3 separate regions of the Mus musculus genome follow, and regions 2 and 3 are each linked to region 1. Evidence: chromatin contacts called from public HiChIP or PLAC-seq and promoter capture Hi-C data. All regions are on one chromosome and are shown on one strand. The core of a region is the stretch at or near the end of the contact, and the rest is flanking DNA. Distances in the headings are between cores, read along the strand shown.

What was found. HiChIP or PLAC-seq counts read pairs in DNA pulled down with a chosen protein or histone mark. Capture Hi-C pulls out chosen DNA fragments and counts their contacts.
Region 2: a promoter capture Hi-C map of adipose tissue shows a contact between it and region 1, with 4 times the contacts expected there. The contact joins two enhancer-like sites. A contact is called at or near these places in 4 of 39 promoter capture datasets (cranial neural crest, liver, maxillary cranial neural crest and 1 more), 1 of 15 datasets of contacts at CTCF or cohesin (the NIH/3T3 cell line), 1 of 484 Hi-C or Micro-C datasets (liver) and 1 of 9 other capture datasets (adipose tissue).
Region 3: a FOXA1 HiChIP or PLAC-seq map of pancreatic cancer cells shows a contact between it and region 1. The contact joins two enhancer-like sites. A contact is called at or near these places in 1 of 15 datasets of contacts at CTCF or cohesin (the NIH/3T3 cell line) and 2 of 115 datasets of contacts at active chromatin or transcription factors (acute myeloid leukemia and pancreatic cancer cells).

Annotation. Positions count from the first base shown.
Region 1 is chr2:134,762,381-134,766,852 of GRCm38.p6, forward strand. It overlaps the pseudogene Gm14038. Among named protein-coding and RNA genes, the nearest start is that of Plcb1, 22 kb to the right of the region's middle. Within about 2 kb of position 2,326, at least 21 of the 459 cell types and tissues checked have an H3K27ac peak or open chromatin away from gene starts, as enhancers often do. A contact at or near this core is called in adipose tissue and pancreatic cancer cells, where this site is marked.
Region 2 is chr2:135,217,199-135,221,670 of GRCm38.p6, forward strand. It overlaps Plcb1 (phospholipase C, beta 1), which reads left to right. Exons shown (of 32, transcript NM_001145830.1): 4 at 3,520-3,657. Among named protein-coding and RNA genes, the nearest start is that of 4930545L23Rik, 3.8 kb to the left of the region's middle. Within about 2 kb of position 2,658, at least 8 of the 459 cell types and tissues checked have an H3K27ac peak or open chromatin away from gene starts, as enhancers often do. A contact at or near this core is called in adipose tissue, where this site is marked.
Region 3 is chr2:135,051,538-135,056,009 of GRCm38.p6, forward strand. The region is part of intron 3 of Plcb1 (phospholipase C, beta 1); the gene reads left to right. Among named protein-coding and RNA genes, the nearest start is that of Gm39941, 140 kb to the left of the region's middle. Within about 2 kb of position 2,029, at least 17 of the 459 cell types and tissues checked have an H3K27ac peak or open chromatin away from gene starts, as enhancers often do. A contact at or near this core is called in pancreatic cancer cells, where this site is marked.

The sequences.
Region 1 (4,472 bases), core at 1,076-3,575:
TACCACTTGTACGACCCCTCCAAAGAGTCTGCCATCTGCAGCTTCCTCTGCCGTAGAATGGCAAAATCACAAAAAGGTGGGTGTTGTGTGAGTGGGATCTCGGAGGGAAGGCAGTACAGGCTGTGACACAGCAGCCAGTCAATGGCTGCCATTAGTCTACCAGGAAAGACACTTTTGCTGATATTTCTACAGCCTATCCCAGAAACAGCTAATAAAATACTTCGCCAGTAATTGTCAACACATAATTAAACACCAACATGGAACCTAGTAGAAAACTACTGGTGTAAATTAGGACCTAATGGAAATAAATTCTAAGACAGCAACTTTGAGAGTTTTTAAAAAGTATCTGTAGTAAAACAAACAAAACAAACACAACAAAGCTGACTGTCTACTGATAGTGGTTTCTGCTTATAAGGATTCTGCTGGCTTGAATCCTTGAATGACTATTCCAAGTAAGAGTCAACATTTTTTAAAAACTGCTCTTCATCGTTAAGATATTCCAAGATAACATTTCCTCCATTATATAAAGGGCACTCCTCCTTCGTGATCCACCTTTCCAATGTGTGATCCAATGGCAGGGCTTCTCCTGAAGGGACGTGACACAGCCTCAGCTTCTTCGCCGTCAGCTTGTTGTTTTCATTCCTGAGATTAGCGAGAGAAGCTGCAAAGTCCACAACCTTCCCGATGCTCCACCGCAGGCAAAAGAACATGGCTTTGCTTTTTTCCTTGCTCCCCTTTGGCAAGTACACCTGGAAGTATGTTCTTTCTGTCTGCGGCAGGGACTTATCCCCATCAGCGTGCATCTTTAGCTTCATCAGCGCCACCTTCGCCGCTGTTCCGCTGCTTTTTGCGCCTTTCCGTCCCTTACTTGCTGCCCCTCCTGTCTTGGCATCGACAATGTCTCTGACAAGTTTCTGTGTGGCAGCCATTCGAGGCTTTGCGACTTCCAGCTTTTCACAGTCATGATCCGACTGATGACGGTGTCTCAGGCAAAAGTTCTTCTCACAGTAAGGACAGATCACTGCCACAAGCTCTACGTCAGTGCAGCCCTTGAAAGAGCATGAGTAAGATTTGTGTTCATCTGTCTTTGGTCTCTCCTTGACTACATTCACCTCAGAACAACCATGAGAGTCCTTGCTTCTGTGTTCAAGGCAAAATATTCCTGAACAACCATCACACACAAATGGAAGAAAATCTCGCTGCCGGCAGTGCTGCACCTGGCAGTGCTGCCCAATGTCCAACTCCGCCATCTTTCCACCGCCGCAAGGCCCACCTGAGTTCTTAGGCAATAGAAATCATAATCCTTTGTTTCCTTAGCTTGAGCTTGATTGGAGATTGAGTAATCTGGGTGTTCAGATGAAATGGCATGCTAGCTGATGTGCGTCCTGACAGCCTTTGGAAGAGTAGCTTGCTCTTGTCACAAAGCACACCGTATACACTGTGCTACTGTTGGCCTTGGCTATAGTCCTGGGTTCCAGGGCATTGCAAACTGTAATCTGTACTGAGATCTTCCAGAGAACAGTTGCTATATTCTGCAGAGGAAGTAAGACACAATCTATCCACACTGAAAATATCAAAGCATAGTCATCACTAATTGGATATGACACCAAACTTACCCCTCTCTTTTGAGAACAAAATACTGATTCAGGGAGTATTCTGCCTCCGAACTCCAAATGGCACACACAACAGAAGTCACAGATTCGGTTGATTCAGTTTCTTAATGAATAGATTCTTCTGTGGGGACTGTCCTGGGGAGTCCTAATTTGCAAAGTCTCTCCACGGCTCACTCTGGTGAATCCAGCATTAGTCTTCCCATGAATTTAGTTGGCTTAGATCTTGGACCATGTTGATCTCAGCTGTATCAGCATGCTGCATGTACACTCATACTATTAAGGAAATGACCCAAATAAACCCATCTTAAGCACTAGATCCAGGCTTTAGGAATTAACATCTAAAAGCAGGCAAACTACAGCTGCTTCCATCATTTTATGACTCTGGCGAGCTCACTTACATCTCCAGAAGCGTGTGTTGGGCTACCTAGAGAAAAAGGTAATTGGGACTGGGTATGTAGCTTGACAGTAGCATGCATGGTTACCACATATGAGTTTCTGTGTTTGAGTCCCAGTAGGGGCAGGCAGTGAGGATAGAGACACAAAGAGTCACAGAGAGACAGAAGGAGGCTAGGAGTCCGGCAGCAAGATAGGAATGAAAAAAAGAAAAGAAGAAGAAAAGAAAAGAAATTTAAGCTCTTTCCTACTAAATGAAAGTTCCTCTTGAGGTTAGTGCAGCTTGTGAGTCATAATAGTCCCTACGTCAGTTTATTTTCTTCTTGCACAAACAGTACTTTGTTACTCTTGACTAATAGTAGAGTCAGAATCCTAATCTGAGAAAATAGCATTTAGGGGTATTTCTAAAATAAACAAATGAATCTCAGAACTAGAATGACTTTGGTTAACTGTAGGTATATCCTGGGCTGTAAAGAGAAAAAATACAACAGAGCTAATACACAACATTGTAAATAGTCAGCTATTTGTTTTATGGCTGTGGCTATGCATAGTCATATTATTTATCGACCATCATATCAATACTGTGTTATAATCTCTGCCAAGATGTGAATAAAAACAATGGGCATTTATTATTGCTCCTCAGTTTGCTGGCCAGCTGAGCAAGTCTTCTGGTAGCTATGGTCTGCTCAGATGCTCTGGGAACTGGAAGGCACTGTTCTCTTGATCTTGGCTGAACTGTCTCAAGTGCTCAGTGTGGCTGGCTCTAAGTCGATCTCAATGAGTTGGTTCTGCTGGGTGGGTGATTATATCTGTCTTCTTAGGTCATCCAGAGATAACTGGGGCTAAAGCTCAAAACCAACATATTTACTATGGTATCATTATTCTGGTCCTAAACAGAGCCGACTCATGAATTAAGAAAGAGATACAGCAAGAAGACATTGACTGGATATCAGAAGAGGTAGAATATTCATGCCATTTTGTTCTCAGTTTAACATAGCACTCTACTTGAATGTCCTTATAAGCGTTTGTCAAAGACTTATAAACATTTGCTAAACTTCAGACATTTGGCCACTGCAACAGCAGCATGCGACTACAATAGGAAAGCCAAATTTGTACTTAGTGGGACCTATGATACATGCCAACTATTTTTATGAATGTACAAGTTTGGCTAAAATGTACTTTCTAGTATTTGAAGCATCCCATTTGTGCTAATGGAACAATAGAATGTGGTGCAGTAACTGGAGATATGACATCTTTCCCAGCCTTCCTTTTAACAGGGTAATTTGTAAACTGCTACATATTTTTATGGACCACATTTAATTTAAGGAATAAGCACACTGTTTTCTGATAGCTTTCTGTCACTTATGTCTTGCTTTTAGAAGGAGGGCAGCTATCTGTATTTACTGAATCTGGGAGCATGAGTCCTCAGACAGGAGGCATTTTAATAGCACATTCACTTATCACAGCAGGATAGGTCTATTGACTGCTTTCCTCCCTTGGTAGCTTGAATGGTACTTTCTAGTACTATGAAAGCTAGACCAGAGACAGAAGGGTCTCAGATCAGATCTAGCTCAAGTCATTTGATTCATGTGAGACCTTCAGCATTAGGAAAGACTCTTTGGTGACAAAGGACAATGGCTATAGCTTATATTGTTTGGGGAGTCATTTGAATTACTCTGATCAACAACTAGAAAAGAAATTTTCATTCTTGGTAATGTAGTTTTATTAGATGTGTATTGTTCTAGTAGGGAGCATTGTTAGCCCAAGTAGCATAACTGCATTTAAAATACACACACACACACACACACACACACACACTCTCTCTCTCTCTCTCTCTCTCTGTACTATATATTCACATATAATTATATGTATTGAATATAATTCTAGTTAATATAAAATAATATCAAATCTCCTTGACTATTATAATGCAGAGATCAGACCCCAGATATATAAGCAAGAAGAGGAAATAGAAAGACTGTAAGAGACAGAGGGGCAGGAAGTCTGCTGTAAAACTTTTGTCTCTTAGAAATGACAGCGAGACCACACCAATGACACCTCAACATTCTTGCTGCCTACAGAAGACAGGAACAATGACAATACCAATAGCTATGCTAATGTAGAAGGGAGAAATCTTACAAGATTCCATTCTGTGTTGGCAAATTTTTTATTCCAACTTGGTATAAATATGGTATTCTGGGAAGAAGGAATCTTAAAATGCTTCTGTCACTTTGCCTGTAGACAATTTTTGGAACATTTTTTTATTGATTATTAATCTGGGAGGGCCTGGGTCACTCTGGGCAATGTCACGCCTAGGCAGGTCATGCTGGGTTGTATAAGAAAGTAGCCCAAGGAACCTATGAGGAGGAAGCCAGTAAGGAGTGTTTCTCTGGCTTGTGCTTCAGTTCCTGCCTCCAGGCTCCAATCTTGAGTTCCTTCTCTGACTTCATCATAGACTGTGATTAAGAT
Region 2 (4,472 bases), core at 1,408-3,907, 460 kb after region 1:
GGCTGGAAATTGAACTCAGGTCCTCTGGACGAGCAGCCCCTGGTCTTAACCCTAAGCCTCCAGCGCCAGCTTAGTATTCATAAAATCAGAACAAACAAAGCCAACTTATGTGAAAAGTTTTCATTTGTCTCTGGTATTCAGAATTATATAATTACTTCATCATGTCATATTTGAGCTCCCCTTTCTTAGCTCACTTCTTACTTTGCTCAGGAGTCAGTTACCAAGGGATGGTAGTAACTAACTAACCTTACCCACAGCAAAACTCTCTGTTCTTTAGAATGAACATGGAGTAAATTAACCGTGAGTCCTGGTGACTGAGAGAAAATGGAATCACTTATCCAGACCAGTTCTGCTTCTTAACTCTTACAGGAAGAGAGATAACTCAAGAGTTGAAAACCTCCAGGGATCATAGTTGCTCTGATTAGCTCCAACTGGAGAGACACAGAAAGAATATTATCTGTGGAAACTAAGCCTTGATGCTGAGCGATGCAAGATTCTGAGCGCACCTCAGCTCTTAGTTTTCCCTCTGTTATATTGTTTAAGACTCTTGGAAAGGCTAGAGTCTTTACAGAATTTAGGGAAAGTTTGTTCTTAAAAACAGCTCTAGTCTTTGTATTGACATGTTGAAGTGCTCTTGAATCTGAGTGGTTGAGTCTCCTCTGACGACCTATCAAGAATTTTGAGACTCATAAAATGTTGCTTGGGACAAAAGCCTTAGGGCACAAAGTAATTCGCAGACCAACTATGACAGGCCTTTGTCCTTGTTACAATTTTGATTCTGCATGTTTGTTGTTAGAATACGACACTCATTTTCCAAAAGTGTAGACCTCTATGCTCACTGAATTCTTTGCATCTTCAAGGTTCGCATCTGTGAAGCTGATGAAGGTGGTTTCCCTGGGTTATTCCTTTGCACAATCTGGTGGTCTAAGGCTGCTGGAGACAGCCTGTGGTACTTGAAGAGATCTGTCTCCTTATCAGCATACACCTCTCAAGTGGCTATGCTGAGAGATGATCCACACTTGAGAAGTTATAGTATTAGTATAGACAAGATTAAAAGGAGCAATGGTGTAAGAGAAATTGAAATACAGCTTAAAATATCACACTCTAAAGTATAAAAATGGATGTTAAAAATCAACTTTCTTGTTAGATATTTTAAATCATTTCTCATTTTGTATCCTGAACTATATGATTTTAAACTATTAGCATTATTATTAAGAGATTATATCTCCAATCTAGGTGCTCTTCTAGTTTATGTTCAAAAATAATTTAAAAATTTATGTTAGAAAGATGCAGAGTTGCCGGGCATGGTGGTGCACACCTTTAATCCCAGCACTTGGGAGGCAGAGGCAGGCAGATTTCTGAGTTCGAGGCCAGCCTGGTCTACAAAGTGAGTTCCAGGACAGCCAGAGCTATACAGAGAAACCCTATCTCGAAAAACCACAAAAAGAAGAAAGAAAGAAAGAAAGAAAGAAAGAAAGAAAGAAAGAAAGAAAGAAAGAAAGAAAGAAAGAAAGGAAGGAAGGAAGGAAGGAAGGAAGGAAGGAAGGAAGGAAGGAAGGAAGGAAGATAGGTGAAGAGTTCCCATAGACTCACCAATACTCAAGTTCCATTGTCAATTCTTTCAGTGCCTGCTTTATCAACTTAAGCCCATACACCAACACTAACTACATAAAGACCAAGGGACTTTTAATGTATGTATGTCACCAGCCATTAGTAGTAAAACATACAAGGATGCCTTGTTCCATGTACATCCTTGCTGATTGTATCTTGCAGTAATATTGTTATAGCAGACAGAATTCTGGAAATCCTTTGAGCATCATTTGGGCACCCCCTTTGGAGAGCCTCTACATGCCTCTAGCTCTCCAGTTTCAGTGATATATCACATGCCTGCTGATTCCCTTTTCATCTTCTGGTGGTTCTACAGCGCTGAAATCCCGCACTTTGTTTGAGTCTATAACTCTCCTTTTATGGGTTACAGAAGTGATGTTCTGAGGGAAGCTGCTCATCTTTCCAGGAGGCTTCACTTGGCTTCATATGCTCTTGCCTTACTGGTGGAATTGAATTGTCAGCCCTTTAGGGCAAGGTTTACTTCACCATAGCTTGCTTGAAAGTGTACCTCTTCCTGCAGCCACAGAAGAGAAAGGTTTATCAAGTGAAGGGAAAATGGATGATACAGAGTGAGTGACTTAGCTGGAAAGATTTTGCTTATTTTTATTCTGTTTTTTTAATTCATTTTTTTCTTTGCAAGGGTTTATAAAAATCCCCAGAAGAAGGCAAGAGTAACCAGCTCAGGAATCGGGCCTTGGTGGCCTGGCGTTTGCTAGATAAATAGAAATGCAACCCTGGTCCTGCTCAGAAGCTGGCAACAAATTTGCTAAGTGATTGATTTGATGCTAATTTTCTGCATGGACTGAAAAGTCCTACAGGGCCTGTCCTGTGGGAGGGAAATAAATGCAGCCAAGTTGACTAAGCCCTATTTTCAGTTTTATTTTGAGTTCTGCGAGTTTGGAAACTTCCCTTTCCCAGAAAAAAAAAAAAGCAAAAACAAAAAAAAAAAAAACTATATCTCCAAGGGATTGTTACTTATAGGGTTCCAAAAGACTGTAGCTTGCTCAGAAAGTATAGCAAGCTTCCCATGTCCAAATCCCAGAACATACTAAGTGAGGGACTTAAACTGTCATATGCAAAGCTCATGCTAACACCCTGTCTTTTATATCTGTACTCAGTGCGGAAGAAAGGTCACAGCAAGAGACTTAGTCATGTTTCTGCCCCAGGAACTTTTCTGTGATAGTTGCAAATCCTGGAGACAACCAGCTTATAATGACAATGGGCTCAGCTCTGCTCATATTTTAGGGTTCCAGTCTATGACTGCTCTTGGCGATCTAGTGGGTGAACAGCACATCTCACAAAAACAAGCACATAGCAAACCCATTCATTCCATGGCCTGGAAAAGCTAAAGGAGAGGAAGAGGAGAGGTATAGGGTTCAATATCACTTTTGCAGGGATGCTCGCAGTTATCAGAAGACTCCAATAAGACTCAATTCTACTCCCTAACTTCGGACCATTTACCAATAATACCAACACATATGCTTCTAGTAGCAATTTAATTGTTTAAACTGTAGCAGAAATGAGCATTTTTATTCCATAAGATTGTCTTTTGTTTGTTTGATTGTTTGTTTGTTTTAACATGTCCATTTATGGGATGAAAAAGATAAGATTCTTCAATTTCAATGTATAACTCATTAGATGATGGGAGGGAATAGAAGAATAATTCTGATGCATAAAAGTGTGTTGTAGGATGGCCGTATGATGGAACGAGTACTTCACTGAAAACCACATGTCTTGAACTGGAAAGTTTTCCTCCATAGCTCTGATCTCTCCAGTCACTGTAAAATGGAAGACTTCTATTCATATAAGTTTCTTCTGGAAAAGGCAGTTCTACTTCTAGTTCATTTAAAGTTTTTCTACCATGTTAGAATTTTTCCTTATATTCTACTCTTTTTGACATTTCTTATTCAGGACCCCAAGTTGCGTGAACTTCTGGATGTTGGGAACATCGGACACTTGGAACAGCGCATGATAACTGTGGTGTATGGACCAGACCTGGTGAACATTTCCCACTTGAATCTTGTGGCTTTTCAAGAGGAAGTAGCCAAGGTATGTTAGATGGGGACCCTGAAAGTTGTCATCTTCACCTGATTTTTGGTGATAATGTTTAATACATGTGGAAGATTTTTGATTCGTTTAATATGTAGTTTGGGTTAAGCTGCCATCTGAAAATAATTTAATTGTTAAGTATATATGTATTTAAAACATCTTTTAATAATAGCATCTATGTTCAGCAACAGAGATTGTTTTCATTGGGTATAGGGCATTAGATAAAATCCCTTTGCAAAACAAAATGTAGCACCTGGTGAGCATCCTTCCTTCTCTTGTTGGTGTTGGCACATTTTTTCCTTCCTTCCTTCCTTCCTTCCTTCCTTCCTTCCTTCCTTCCTTCCTTCCTTTCTTTCTTTCTTCCTTTCTCTCTCTCTCTCTCTCTCTCTCTCTCTCTCTCTCTCTCTCTCTCTCTCTCTCTTTCTTTCTTAAGACAGGGTTTCTCTGTGTAGCCCTGGTTGTCCTGGAACTCACTTTGTAGACCAAGCTGGCCTCAAACTCAGAAATCTGCCTGCCTCTGCCTCCCAAGTGCTGGAATTAAAGGTGTGCACGACCACCACCCCGTGGCACCATTTCTAATTCCATTTTCATTTCTAACTCTCCGAGGGTGCTCAGCATCAACACAGTCTAAGCCTATTTCCCCTGCACACCACATAGAATTACCAGCAGTCATGTAGTAGTTATTTAGTTAGAACATGAAATAAAAATACACTTTAAGTTTAAATAGCAAATAATTATTCAGCTATTGACTCGAAAGGTGACTTTAAAAATGGGGTTTCCCATCGTAATTAATTACTATGCTACTTAAAAAGCAG
Region 3 (4,472 bases), core at 779-3,278, 290 kb after region 1:
GGCACTGAAGTGTGAGGGAAAAGACTGCTTCATTCTTCAGTTAGACAACTCTTTCTTGGCCTTACCCAAACATCAAGGGCTTTCTTTGAATGTGAAAGTTTACTTCCCAAACATTCATTAAGTTCTTTCAGACTGTTAGGCATGTGTTGACATACTGAAGACATAAACCAGATACCTCATAGGTGGTGTCTTTCAGAAGGATTCTCACAGAGAGGTGAGCTGAAACAAATAATGTTGTGTTTACTAGAATAGAGTTGGCTTCTACAGTGGCTGGTTCAGCTAATAAAACTCAGTGAACCCTGGAAAAGGAACATTTGTTTCTGTCTAAAAGGAGCCAAAGAGGGAAGGATATTTAAGTTGGGCTTTAAAAGACTAATAAGATTTTTACCAGATGAATACCCTGGGGAAACATATCCTGATAGGAACGTGATGAGTTAGATAACTGTAGGACTTAGCAAAGGGGAGAAAGGGATGACTGAAGGTGGAAAGTATGTTGACGTAATGATGCCCGTAAATAGCAATCCCTTGTCTGACAGATTGGTAAGTTGTCCCTGAGTCCACTCCACCAGCTTTCATGGGCACCAATGAGTCAGCTACAAGTATTTCTCCTCTATTCGGTTTAAACCCAGATAAAAGTCATCCTTCTTTGAACTCTGCCAGCCTTGTATCATGATTTTTCTCATCACATTTTAAGTGGGGTGGCTGTGATGATAGCATCCTTTCAAAGGCTAGACCTTTGTAAAGTTACCCTTTAGGTCCAGCCCTTGTAAGGGAAGCTACTGACCCTGCCTTCCAACATTACCTTCATCAGATGGGTGTAGTGCCCTTGGCTTCGAAGGAAAGCTGACTAATAAGAAGAGCCTCTATAGCTACCACACAGGACTCTTGGGAAGGATGCAGATTATAGTAGATAAAACGTGACTTCACTTGGATTTAAATCTTGCTTCTTGTGGAGAGAGACTGGACATGTTGTTCAAGTTCTTTTGGCCTCAGTATATGTGATGGAGCTAATAGTGGCTTCTTGGTAGACTGCTGTAAGAATTTTATTCAATATAGGGATTGAGCCCTTGTGTACAGTTTGCTCTGCTAGAGTGTGGGGGAAATCCATGCCTTTTGGGATCCATACAGAAAACAACCCATGAACTACTGAATAGAATGTCAGATAGCAAAGAATAAGAATGGGCTAAGGAAACTTAAAGAGGAGAGGAGGGGCAGTGCTGTGTGAGGTGGCCAAGGGAAGCATTATATCTGCATGAGATGAAGGAGCAGAGGTTATGCAAAGCCCGGAAGTGTAGTTATGGCAGGCCAAGAAAACAGAGCCAGAAATGACTTTTCTAGACTGGATAGTGTCTCTTCCCAACAGACGCTATATGTAGAAGGTCAAACCCAAGTGGAACTCTGTTTGGAAGCAAGGACTTTAAGAAATCAATTAAGGTTAAATAAAGTATTAAAGGCAGGCTCTGGTATGATGTCCTCATAAGTAAGATATACAGAGTATATTCTCCCTGCTCATACATATGAAAGGCAGGTGAAGACCCAGGGACAAAACAGCCACCAATAAACCATAAAGAAAATCTTTTACAGAAGCCATTCCTGAAGGCAGCTTCTAACCTCTAGATCCATGAGAAAATAAATTCCTATTGTTTGAGTCATCCCCATTTGTGACATTTTATTAATGACAGCCTAATCAATGGCTCTGCATCTGAAGTGGCACAAAACTACAAAGGAGTTAGTGACAAGAGAGGGGAATAAAGTTCACAGGAAGCAGCCAGCATACCTTCGTCTTCACTGGGAGTCAAGATTTTATTGCCAAGGGTTGGATTATTTTAAGGACGTGCTCAAAAATGAAATGTTCCTATGTATCTTCTGGAGAGTCTCTTTCTTCTGTGTGAAGAATTTATGCTGGGCTAGAAAGTATGGCCCGGGGAGCAGTTGGCTGGACTAGGGCTTGAGCCTCCTGTAGAGAACCAGGAAGACATGGGCATAAATCTGGGAGGTTGAGCTGTCATAATTCGGTGATGGATTGGATATGAAATGAGAAGCAGCGAGTCAGGATGACTCATAGGTTATTGCACTGAGAAGGCTCTTCCTGTCCTCTCTTGCATGTCATTCCTCAGATGCCACCTTTGTGTCCCAGCCTTCCCTGGCATCCCATTTTCCCCTGTCTGTAGCATTTATTGCCATCAAAGGCATTATATATTTTACTAACCTATCCCAGGTATGTCTTAATTTAGGTTGGGCAGCTTATAGAACATGGTGTTTTGTGTGTCTTTATGACTCCTTGCTTTACTGTGACAGTGTTATTACCAGCAATATTTTTTTCTAGTTCTGTTCTTATCACACCCATGTTGATAATGTTTGATACCCAAAATCGACAGGGATATGGCTATGGTGTCCCGAGATGGTAACATAATCGTGTGCTCTTGCAGTGATCAGTTATCATGTGACCAGATGGATGCTTATGCTGCTTCCTTGTTCTTTCACAGACATGGTCTTTGTGCTGAGCATGAATTCCATTTTGTATTCAACGGTTGCAATCAAGCAGGGGCTGTAATCACAATGATGTGTACAGCATGATCAAAGCTTTTATATCATAATTAAAACCACATGGTAAATCATAGCAATCCACATTAATGTTTAATCAATGATTCATTTTACTTAGATGCTTGTGGCAAAGAAAAATCAAGTTTTGGTTTAAAAGGAGAACATCTGAATTTCTTTTTACTTAATTTAGTCTTCTAGTATCTATTTTAATGACAATTTTTTACTGTATTCTTTACTTTTCCTTTTTACACATAACAATACTTCAAAGAATGATTGGCTTTTTGAAAGTTCTTTTGAAGTAAAATGATATTGGCATGAGTATAACCTAATGTTCTTATATCAGGAGTATTGTGTGGACTTTTGTCTTAGCGACTGAGAATTCTGAGCTAATGAGATTGTGGCGGTGTTTTCATTTTGTTTTGGTTTTTTTTCTCCATAAAAAGTGAAATAATTATTGGTTCACTTGGTGAGGAGGGTTTGCTATATTTTGTGAGAATGCTCTTTGGACTTTATACATAATAAAGCATTCTAGAAGAACTAGTCTATCTTCTAAGGAGTATATTTTTGCTTTTAATAAACATATATTTTGTAAGAAATTTTTCATATAAAGTGAACAAGATTAGACTTACCACTCATGAGATGAGAAATTTCATTCTCATTCATTTAGACCATTTTAACAAAATGCCATAAACAGAGCAGTTTATAAACAGAGATCCACAGTTCTGGAGGGAAAGCCACTGTTCAGTACTTACTAATACTTGAATATTTCTGTATGGATAATACTAGAAGTGAAGGACACCTCTTAGTCTGTTGGTTTTGTCTCATGCTGTGTTGGGTGTGTGTCTTGTCTTCAGTGCCTGTCATCTTGCCTACTGATCCTTGTTTGCTTTTCCACTGCTATTTTCCAGGTCTGTGGCATCTTACATCTCCCCATAGCCTTGCAGAGACAGTTCATGAATCACCAAAACTTCCATTCATCATTCACCAGGCTGCACTTGTTACCTTTCAGAACTTTCAAGTTCAATCCAATCAAGACCCATTTGAAGTTACCCTTTACTAGAAAGTAGACTATGAAGTTTCTAGATTGGCCTTTTTATTGCTCACAAGCTTTCATGATCTCCCTGCCTTCTTTTTCCAACCAGTTGTATACTTATACACTACTCACAAGCACACACAGAGCCACATGCACACAGACATAGACACAGAGCCACATGCACACATACATACATACATACATACATACATACACACACTGTGCTTTCCAGTTACATTGCACTATGTTTGGCATGCTACTCTGGTGTAGACCTGGAAGTTCTGCTCATTCTGAAACCTCCTTCTTCATCCTTTTACTGGACTGCTTTCTAAAATACTTGGTGGGAATGGATAGAGACCACACAAATGAGAACAAACAAGATATGTATTTAGGTTTTCCAGGAGAGTTGGTTAGTGTCTCTTGTATTTTGGCAGAGACTCTAATGCAGGTAGAGATTTCAGATTAAAGGGGACAGAGGTTAAGCACATGCTGAAGGGTGGTTGTTGACTTAAGGAAGCTAGAGTTACCAAGAAGTAGGGACCAGGCTTCGTTGGTTTGAGAATTATCTCTGCCTTGTTAGTCCTTCATCGAAAGGAAGAACAGAAAGTAGAGAAAGTAGACCCTGTTAACTGATGGCTGATCTGTGACTGCCTATTTGAGCTGAAGGTTACTGACCTGTGCTTTGGTTCCAGTGGGTCACTGCAGACCTTGAGGTAAGGGCTCTGTTGTCATGAATTATATGTGAACAGACACTAGCCATTTGCATGTTCAGCCTCTTATTCCAAGTCAGTAATTGTTGAGTGTGTGAATGGTTTTCTTCTCCCATGCCCTTTTGGTCAGGTTTTCACTATGTAGCCCTGGTTGGTTTGGAATTCATTATGTAAATCAAGCTGGC